2 separate regions of the Sus scrofa genome follow, and region 1 is linked to region 2. Evidence: chromatin contacts called from public Hi-C data. All regions are on one chromosome and are shown on one strand. The core of a region is the stretch at or near the end of the contact, and the rest is flanking DNA. Distances in the headings are between cores, read along the strand shown.

Region 1 (5,134 bases), core at 115-2,614, 49 kb before region 2:
GATGTGCACATTCTCAGACCTCCTCACAGACCTACTAATTCTGAAATCTAGGAATGGAACCCATCAACCTGTAGTTTAGCAAGCCCTCCAGCTGATTCTGATTTACAATAAAGTTTGAGAACCACTGTCATCAGTATCAGAGGCCATATCACCAATGGCAGTTATAAAAAAAGAAAAGAAAAAGAAACATCAAAATGTAGGAAAAACACCCTCTTTTATCTTCAGCAGAGTGAATGAGAAGGCTAGATTTGCAAATGGAAAGATGACTTATGCATTCACACAGAAGATGGATAGGAGAAAGGAAAGGCTGGTAACAGGAAAATCATTAGGCAACTCCCAGAGAAGTACCCCAGGGAAGGACTAAGACCTGAGAAGTGGCAGGGAAGTTGAGCAGAGGGGTTGGACTTTGAGAATGAATGACAGGCAGAGGCCATTCCACTATACAGCACCTTTAAAGGTACTTTTACATTTGCACTCATAGAACATTAGCACTTACAAGATTCTTAGAGATTTTTGAACACTTCCTTTTTGCAAATGTGTGAACAGTCAGTTCCAAAGAGGTTAAGGAATTTAAGGACACAACTAGTGGCAGATTGATTGGGGGTGGGAGCATACAAAGTGCTGATTTCAGAGAAAGTCAGAGGAGGGTTGTCAGGATTTCCATGTATTTCCTAAAACAAAGCCTTCTATTTTTTTTTTTTTCTCTTCTTACTAGTAACTACTATCCCAGAATAGCAAAAGATAGCTTTGCCCCTCTTTGTACCCTTTACATGACATAGTGCAATTTTCAGGGGCAATGACTAAATATTAAGATAGCCTAGTACGCTTCAGGCAAACTACTGTCAAAACCCTTAAATCTAAGCAACAATGCAGCTGTATTAAGGGAACAAAGCAGAGTAGTACAGGGGAGGAGTTGGGGTTGGGTTGAGATTGGAATTAGAGGAATATTTCTTTTTTTTTTTTATTTTATTTTCCCACTGTACAGCAAGGGGGTCAGGTTATCCTTACATGTATACATTACCATTACAGTTTTTCCCCCACCCTTTCTTCTGTTGCAACATGAGTATCTAGACATAGTTCTCAATGCTATTCAGCAGGATCTCCTTGTAAATCTATTCTAAGTTGTGTCTGATAAGCCCAAGCTCCTGATCCCTCCCACTCCCTCCCCCTCCCATCAGGCAGCCACAAGTCTCTAGAGGAATATTTCTTAGGAGCTGCAGAGTCTCCTCCAGGCAGGTATGTACTCCAGGGAACACTTGATGCCCACAGACTTTTGCAGTGACTGCAGTCTGTCACCATTTCTCAGTGACTCCAGGCTGAAACCAAATCCACTGTTAGTTCATCCGCCATCAGTCTGGAGCCAAGCCTAGAAATAGTTCCACTGCTGCTTTAATGGCATTTGGGACAGGAGCAAATGTTCTACACAGTGGCGCCTGTTGGCTCTGATCAGATAAATTAAGGAGTTGAGCGTGTTTCCACCATTTGGTTTAGTTTTATTTTAGTCCCCAAGTCCCTTGGCTTCCATTTTAAGACCTGGCACTTTCTCACTGGCGAAGCCCATCCTGCCTTATCACTGAGAGAAGCTTCCTCAAGTAGAAGCACTGCATGCCATATCCGTCCTGAGGGACAGCCAGGGTCCAGCAAACCAATTGTGCACCTGTTCTGTAACATCACAGAGGCCATCTCTTTGTCTTGACATGCTTAAAATCATCACCCTTCAAAAATAAACCAATGAAGTCTTCTTGAGAGAGAACACTAGGTGAATTTTTTTAAAGGGCATTTCTCAAGATTGGGAGGTAGAGTTTGGGCAAGTAAATTCTGGCTCTGTTTATAGAAAGAGCACATGGTAAGAATTTAAGAATACCTAATTTCATTTTTAAAGAGATTTACTACTCAAATCACAATTTTCCCTCCATTGCAGGTGAATCACATTATCTTGATGATATTCTACTCTTTTCTACCTACAAAAACTGCAATTTTATATAGTTCACATGAATATGAATTTGTATCTTCAGATCATTGGTTCAGCTTTCTCTTTTTATGTCTCTGTGTAGCTACTTCTTAGAATTCCTAATAGCAGGAAGAACCCCATAACCATGAAAAACTGCAAATGACATTACCCTTGTATTATAAGAATCTTCTGTAGTCATAGTTGATTTAGTGGGAACATTAAACAGCTTCTCTTTTTAAGTTCATATACTGCCCTCAAAATATATGGAAAAAATATAGGTCGGTGAAAAAGGAGTAAATGAAAGCAATGCTAATTGCCATGAACTTTGTTTTTCCCCTCTTCCTATCAGCCTAGTTAGCTGTAAACTTCAAACCCATCCTAAGAAAAATGACTGAGAAAAATCTTAGGCCAATCAAGTCATTTCATCAATGATAAGTCTATCTTTTATTTTAGAGATGAAATGTTTGCATTGGAACAGCATTCACATTTCTAGCAGAATCCTGGTATAATGGCTGAAAAGATTTGAATCCTAGTTCTAAGACGTAAAAGCTGAGTGATCTGGGGAAAACTGCTTAACATTTTTGAGACTTCAGATTCCCCAAGTGCAAAATGGGGACAGCGATACTGCTCTCCAATGTACAGTGTGTTTGCCAGGTTTTCACAAGATAATGTTCATGAAGTTCTATGAACAACAATGCCTATACCCCAGGCTCCAAGTTAACATCCCATATATTACATTTCTTTCTTTCTTCCTTTCTCTCTCTCTTTCCTTCCTTCTTTCTTCCTTTTTTCTCTTTTACTTTCTTCTTCCTTTCGTTCTGAGATCAGGATGTTAAAGATGCTGGAAGGAGTGAGGAGAAAGAAAAGCCGGGTAGTGCTTATTACTCTAGTTTATCCCACTATCTTTCTGTTTGTGCCCTTCCCATTCTGCTTCTTATCTACCTTCCTTGGAGTCATGGCAAGAAGTTACAAATCCCTGCTGCTGTTTTATAAGCTTTTGAATCAAAGGGTTTGAGACCAGATAGAAAACTTGACAACTGTTGAATATCAACCTAGCCCGATTATCATTCAAAATGACTTCCCAAGGAGGCCTTCTGAGATGTCCACGGTATTTAGTAACATGATCTAGGTGGCAGTAAAAATTCATTCATTGTGAATTCATTCATTCATTCATACCTCAATAAAAAAATTAGAAAAATGACTTCCTCTCTTTGCATTCGTCTTATTAAAAACCTGTCTTCTCACTTTTTAAATTACTAAAGAAATGGAATGGTTTTAGGACTCCTGGTTTCTAGTTTTTGTTGCTATTTATTAACAAGATGAAAATTTTTTTAAATTAATTAGAGAAAGATTAATAAAGACTTCACCAGGATGGGAATAGAGCAGAGCCCAGGAAAATCATGCTTCTCTGCCCTCTTACCTTAGAGTGAAAATATCTAGTAGAGGAAATGAGAATTTGGGAAGTGAATGAAGTGAATATAAGAAGGACACTCTGTCAGTCAATTTCACCCAAGACTCTCACCACCTCTTGTCAACCTTAAAGGCAAACACATTCGCCTTATCATTAGGACTTAGCATAGGAGCAAGTACACAGGGCCTCAAGAAAGCTGGGTGACCACATACCTTGGGGGTGTCCTGACGTATGCCTATTGTTCTGACTTAATTGTGCCCCTTTCACTATCAAAAGTGTCTTAGTTTGGAAAAAAAAAAAAAGTATATGGTCATCCTATCAAATGTGTTAGTGTTGGGCCTTATTTTATCAATATTTCCTTGGTATTCAAAGCAACCTAAGCCAATTTGAGCTTCATAGCCAGCAGTTCTTTTTGGTAGATATCAGTAGTCTCTAACAAGAAAGAGAGATGAGAGCCAAAGCTTCTGGTAAAGTGACTACCAGGTCAGCATATTATCTAGAAGGCAAATAGCAAACAGAATTCTGTCATTCAGATATACATCAGTTGACCAGCAGTCACAAAAGCATCCATACAGGCATACAGCCTGTTCTGGGAAGTTTCCTGAAGTCTACCTCATTGTTCTTTAGGCATAAAATGAGAATATTGCACAAACCGGTGTCCCAAGGCAGTTATGAGGATGCTCTAGAGGCCTAATCATCAACTTCCAATCAGGGCAGTCAACTGAATTCCTGGTTAAGTTGTAGGGACTAGCAAAAACTTGGTCCTTGGAATTGAACACCTTCCAAAGGGTGTGGGATTGTTGATTTTTCATATTTATAAATTCCTTTTAAAAGTGCCTATTCTATATTTCCAGCCAAACCACACCTTTTTTTTTTTTTTTTTTTTTTTTTTTTTTGGCTGCACCTGTAGCACATCGAAGTTCTCCTCAGGCAAGGGATAGAACCCACACCACAACAGCAACCAAACTGCTGCAGTGACAATGCCAGGTCCTTAACTGTTGAGCCACAAGATAACCCCAAATCATTTATCTTTTTTTTTTTTTTTTCAAGGCCGCACCTGCAGCAGATGGAAGTTCTCAGGCTAGGGATAGAAACAGAGCTGCAGCCTCTGCCCTAAACCACAGCCACAGCAACACCAGATCTGAGCCACATCTGTGATCTAGACTGCAGCTTGCGGCAATGCCAGATTCTTAACCTACTGAGTGAGGCCAGGGATTGAACCCGCATCCTTACGGACACTGTGTCGGTACTTAATCCACTGAGCCACAATGGGAACTCCACACATCTTTAACATCATTCAATTCCCCACTGAAAAAGCATCTCTAACTCCCCTCATGCAAGCTAATGAACTGCTTAATGTGGGTTCAGAGAGTAACATTTGAAGGACTTACTGTTCTTGGAGCCCATACTCAGTGGAGTTTTGAAAGCTAAAGAACCACTGATGTAATTGAATATTCCTGCTCCTAGGGAATATATTAAAATAATCTAGATACATGTATATTATAAACTCTGTTTTAAAGCATTTAAATATTTAAAATTAAATTACAGACAATATGCTTTACATGTGCTGTGTACTACATATTCAAATACATAACTTGAACCATTGAAACAGCAATAAAAGTGGCCAAGGATCAACACTGACCTCCCATTCTCCCCTCCTCCACCCCTCTCCCCAGGAACAATAGCTTATATGTAAACCTTGGGCAAAATGGAGTCTTAAGAGACATATGCATGAATCCCTAAATCAATAATATTTAGTGGAAAGGGACTGG
Region 2 (5,077 bases), core at 1,934-4,433:
TGCCTTTAATCAGCTAACCAAATCTCATGATTACTATCAAAAATATTTCTCAAAATGAGAAACAATCTGAAAACACTGTAATAAAAATATTTTTAAATATTAGTACCTGTTGACTACCACGTACTGAAATCCAATACCAAATGGTATAGGAATAGCAAAAATGTGAGATGTAGTTATTTTACCAGCAGTCTAAGATAAGTATGTAGGCTAAGATGGAAGAACCCATTTACAAAAAAAAACAAAAAACAAAAAAAACAAAATTGAGGGCTGGCAAATTAGAAGTCCTGATCATAGCACTTATATAAAATCTACGAAAGGGTTCTGGAAATATAAAAGGATGTACGTCAAGAATTCAGAGCGAGCATGCCTACAATGTGCGTTCTAGGTGCTGGAGATGTACCATCAAAAGAGAATGTGTGCCTCCCCACTTCCCGCCCCAGAATGCAAGCTCTTTGAAGAACTGATAAGGTCTCTTACCTCAGGGAATATAACATTCTAGAAGAGGAGCCTTGTTTGAAAGAGGAACTTACTATACATATGCTCTAATGATCTTAATGAAAATTCTGCTGAGCATCCTAACTATAGGCAAGACATTTTATCGAGTTACGGAAGATAAAATCTAGGGGGTAGAGATGTTGGCTCGCACCCGGATTCACATCATGGACCAAGGGAAATGGTCCCAGTAACATCCTGTGCTTCCCAGAAGGTGGCAATCAGGAAGATTAAACGTCTTTCAGCGGAGAAAGGAGCTAGGCAAGTAGAAAATTTTCTTTCCAGAGGAGATTTTTATCAGGGATTTGAAGGATAGTTAAATTCTAAGAAGCATTCCAGATAGAAGAGACTTAAATCTAATTTTCAAAACAAACTAAATGATGACATAGCAAACTGAGTTGAAAAATCAGCTGACATTTTGTATTCATATCATGCCATTTGTTCAAAGGGCTGATTACTTCATCATTATAACACCCAGAAAGAAATACAAGAGAAAGCTATTGCCATTTGTAAAGGTGTAAAATGTACCAGAGAATAAATAGCATCCCCCATTTATTCTATGAGCACAGTATCTTGGTCTTCTAACTTTTAAACTGTAGTTTATTCTCTAGACCAGGCTTGATCATGGCCTTATCTACAAATGTCAATAGCTTGATTAAAGGTTTACTTTCTCAATAAGCATAAAAAAACTAAACTTCCACTCTATGTGATTAAAAATGTAGAGAAAAACTGGCATGAAATAGTTTGACAACTGCCTCAATTCTATTTTAATAATAATAAAGCTTTAACATCCAAGTGGTTATGAATAACATATTTATAATAAAAATAAAACTATTAAAATGACTTTCCAGTTTACTCAACAGATTTTACACAAACTGACTGTATTTTATATTTATTCAAGGACACATATTTCTACCTGAAAAAAAAAATGAAAATGAGCATTGTACAGGGCATATGATAGGCATTATGTAGGGCAACTTTGATGAGTTTTTGGTATTACCTACAGTTATTTACTAAAGATACATGCCAGTACTCAATATTAATCATAGGGCAATTCAAACTTATTGACACAATACATAAATAAAAATAAAAGACTAAAAAGAACACAAAGAAACATAGTCTGCTCTAATGGCTCTAATATATCAAAAATCATGAAACTCCAATTACACAATTATCAAGGTGACAAATTTCCACCTTTATTTCTCACTTTCATTTCCCCCTAATGATTCAAAGGGTTCAAATTTTTTCTCTTAACTTCCATTTCCCAACAGCCTCTCAAAATGGCAATCTGTTCATGAAGATATGTCTACCTGGGCTCTAATATTTTTAAATTATATTTTTAATCCCCATTTTGGGACTCAGACTCTATGAAATTTTTTTTGTTACTTGTAAACTTTGGATGAAAAATTATACTCATTTAAATGTTGATTTTTTTTCCAAATGGCTTGAGGGAAAGCTTCAAAATACAAAACTGTCTATCAGAAGGAGACTACACTTTTTGTGACCATTCCCTTAAAAGCAGTTGCTGAAACAGTGCATAAATTTGAATTTGTCTCCAACATTCTTTATGCTTTGAACTCCTTTAAACATGTAGAAAACTGATAAACAAGTCTGAACTTTAGTGGACATCTTAAACTGATCTTTTCCCAGTGCCATTCTAAGAAGGGAATTGCCCTCTATTATCAGGTAAGCTGCCATGAAAATTTACTACCAGCCAATCCCTCAGATACCTTTAAAATTCTAAAGTACAACTTTGCATTTCACATCCTCTGCTTTGGATTCTTTTAGTTCTCAGTCTGGAGATGAAGCCATAAAAATGTTTGACATGGCAGAGAGGAAATCAGGTCATTCTAGTAAGAACATAAGCAACATTTTTAAATTTTAAAAGAATATATGTATAGAATGAAAGTAAAAGAACACAAAAATGATCTATCAGCTCTCCTTCCTAGAACTTCATAAATTCAAAAAATATGACTAGTTAGCCACCATAAAGATAATGGAAGGAAAGCAAATACTCACCCCTAACATAAAAAACAAACTAAAGGAGATTGGTGAAAATGGAGATTAAAACCATTCCTAGCTTAAACTCTATACTCCTGAGAATACAACTTGCAAAATAATGGTCCTTAATTGGAGATTTCACAAACTGACCAGATTTTCACTGGAGTGGACCCTAAGAAACATACAGAATATGCATGGCCCTTTTAAGTCCTCTGAACTTTACCACAAGGGACAGAGCTTCAGAAGGCATTCCTTCTGTAAATGTTGCCATTTGAAATCCTAAACCAGTCCTACACAAAAAGTCTCATTACTACCAAAATTGCTAACTTGAAGTTTGCCAAGTCCATAATTAACCAAGAGAAGAGGTCAGCTCAAGTCTTTAGAGAAATTCTAAGCTCCTTTGCCACTGAACACATAAGGAGCTTCTTAAAGGAAGACAGTCCAAGAGAACTTCTCAGGGATAAAGACCATAAAAGTACTGATAGGCATTGGTCTCACTATGGCTGTCCACTCCTAGGTTCTGATTTCCTAAAAATAGACCTCAGGGTACAGATCCCTCTTTCCCTTTGCCCTAAGAAAGCTAAAGAACTCTCCAAGGGGTGTGGCTACCTCTCTCTGAAATCTGATGCTAGTTATGAAGTCAGAGCTTCTCCAGAAATAAAAGGGAGCCTCAGCAAGGGAGGCCCCCCACTCAGGGATTGGATCAGCCCTCAACTCACTCTTCAGCTTCGCCGCTGTTTGCAGCCCAGCAGTTTCATCATGGTGGGTCCTATGAGAAAAACTGTAACTTACAGAAAGATACAGATAGTGGGTAGGAATAAAACTGAGGAGAGAACATATTCAGTATGAATCTGTAGAATCTATTCTGGGGCTTTGCTGAGGTGGGTTAAGAATAGAAGAAATTAATTCAAGCTATTACTTCAACTAGAAAAATACATCTTATTCCCAAAAGCATATTTTATGCTTCACCAACTTTGCTATATCACATAAGGTTTATTATATCTAAATTTAGGGGAAAAAAAACCTTCAACTATAGCAAAATAGTATACCTTAGAAAACAATCCAATGGTGCCAATAACTAAAATTAAGTAAACTACTTCCAATGCATTGGGTAAAAATGTACTGGTTAAAAAGAAGAAAGATTTAAAATGATCTTTTTAATGCAGTCTATATGAACTTCTTAGTAAGTATATCTTTATTAGATATATCTTAAATACACCATAGATTATTATATTTTTCCAGAAAGAATCTGATTTAGCATTTGTTAAATCATTGACTCGTGTATTAAGATGCAGAGAGATGTTCCCTAACTATCTTGTGCAGTAGCTTTTTATTTTTCCTAGACTCAAAAATGTCCTAAGGCAACTCTTATTCTATGACACCTACATGGCTTCCTAAACATCTTGAAGCAAAAAGCACTCTCTTCTGTCAATGCATTTGAAAGAGTACTAGTTGTTTCTTTCTTTCTTCCTCTCTCTCGCCACTGCAGTCCTTCAGTGCTGACCAGATTGCTGGTAAGTGAATCAAGCTTCTCTATTACAGATGTAGGCAGAGAACTGCTTAGTTTCTGAAATATCACTCATCTCCAAGGCATGTTACTGTGTGGCTCAACCTATTAGTATCCAAGCTATGCCTGAATTCTGAAAAGTAAGCATACTTTTTGAGCTTACTTTGAAGATTACTCAGGGAATGAGCTTGGATACATTTAAAAACCAGGACATTTTTGTTTGGTTAAAATATTCTTTGTGGTTAATTTCTTTCTAACAGATCGAGTTCTCTAAGGAACAGCAGGATGGTAAGTTTAAACGACATAGTTTTTAAATGTGCACACTTATAAAGATGGCATGTGAGAAAACCAACTCCTCTGAGATGAGATTAGCTCTTTCTAATTATCCCCACTGGTGTTGCCACTCTAAATATAAATGCTCTCAATCACTCTAAATATAAAGTCTCTCAATGTGAACTTTTTGCTTATAATCAGTAACGAAAAATTTAAGCAAGCAAAAGCTAAATACCACAAAAGAATTCCTTATACTCACTGATTTCTTAATAAAACCAATTTGATACAGTAAGTAATACTACCCGCTATATAACCCCCAAAATGATGTGGACTTAGGATGGTTAATTTGTCAACGAAATCCCTAAAGAGAGATTGGACATGTCTAAATTGTTCAGTGTAGAAAACAAAATTGATTACAAAACTGCTTAATTACCAAATCCACATATCAATGGGCACCACAGTAAGTTGAGAAAAATAGCGGATGAAGGGGATATAGAATAAAAGTGCATTCAGAGACAAAGAGAAGGGAAATAATTTATAAAAAAGAAAAAACTATTGAAGGAAGCTTAGACATCTCCTGGTCCAGTTTTAGAGATGCAGGACAGGCTCCCAGAAAAGTACTGAAACTGGCTTAAAGCTCCCAACAATTAATGTTAGGATCAAAATCTAGTATTAGTTTGAATTAATTAGAAATTTCTATCATACAAACAGTTTCTAACTAGAAGACTTCAAACTTTGGAGATTCAAGAGAATCTGAATAGTTTCCCTAAGACTTCCACTTTTTCTTCTTCAGGTCTTTGGTCC

The links. Hi-C and Micro-C count contacts between places; a contact is called where the count stands out from the background.
Region 1: a Hi-C map of skeletal muscle shows a contact between it and region 2, with 6 times the contacts expected there. The contact joins the enhancer-like site here to the promoter of MYL1 in region 2. A contact is called at or near these places in 9 of 47 Hi-C or Micro-C datasets (adipocytes, embryonic fibroblasts, fetal skeletal muscle and 3 more) and 1 of 2 datasets of contacts at active chromatin or transcription factors (skeletal muscle).

What each region holds. Positions count from the first base shown.
Region 1 is chr15:113,096,976-113,102,109 of Sscrofa11.1, reverse strand. No RefSeq gene overlaps it. Among named protein-coding and RNA genes, the nearest start is that of MYL1, 48 kb to the right of the region's middle. Within about 2 kb of position 1,364, at least 2 of the 83 cell types and tissues checked have an H3K27ac peak or open chromatin away from gene starts, as enhancers often do. A contact at or near this core is called in fetal skeletal muscle and skeletal muscle, where this site is marked.
Region 2 is chr15:113,049,421-113,054,497 of Sscrofa11.1, reverse strand. It overlaps MYL1 (myosin light chain 1), which reads left to right and starts at 3,183. Exons shown (of 7, transcript NM_214374.2): 1 at 3,183-3,255; 2 at 3,983-4,007. The coding sequence starts at 3,253. The region is part of intron 1 of LOC102160916 (a long non-coding RNA gene); the gene reads right to left.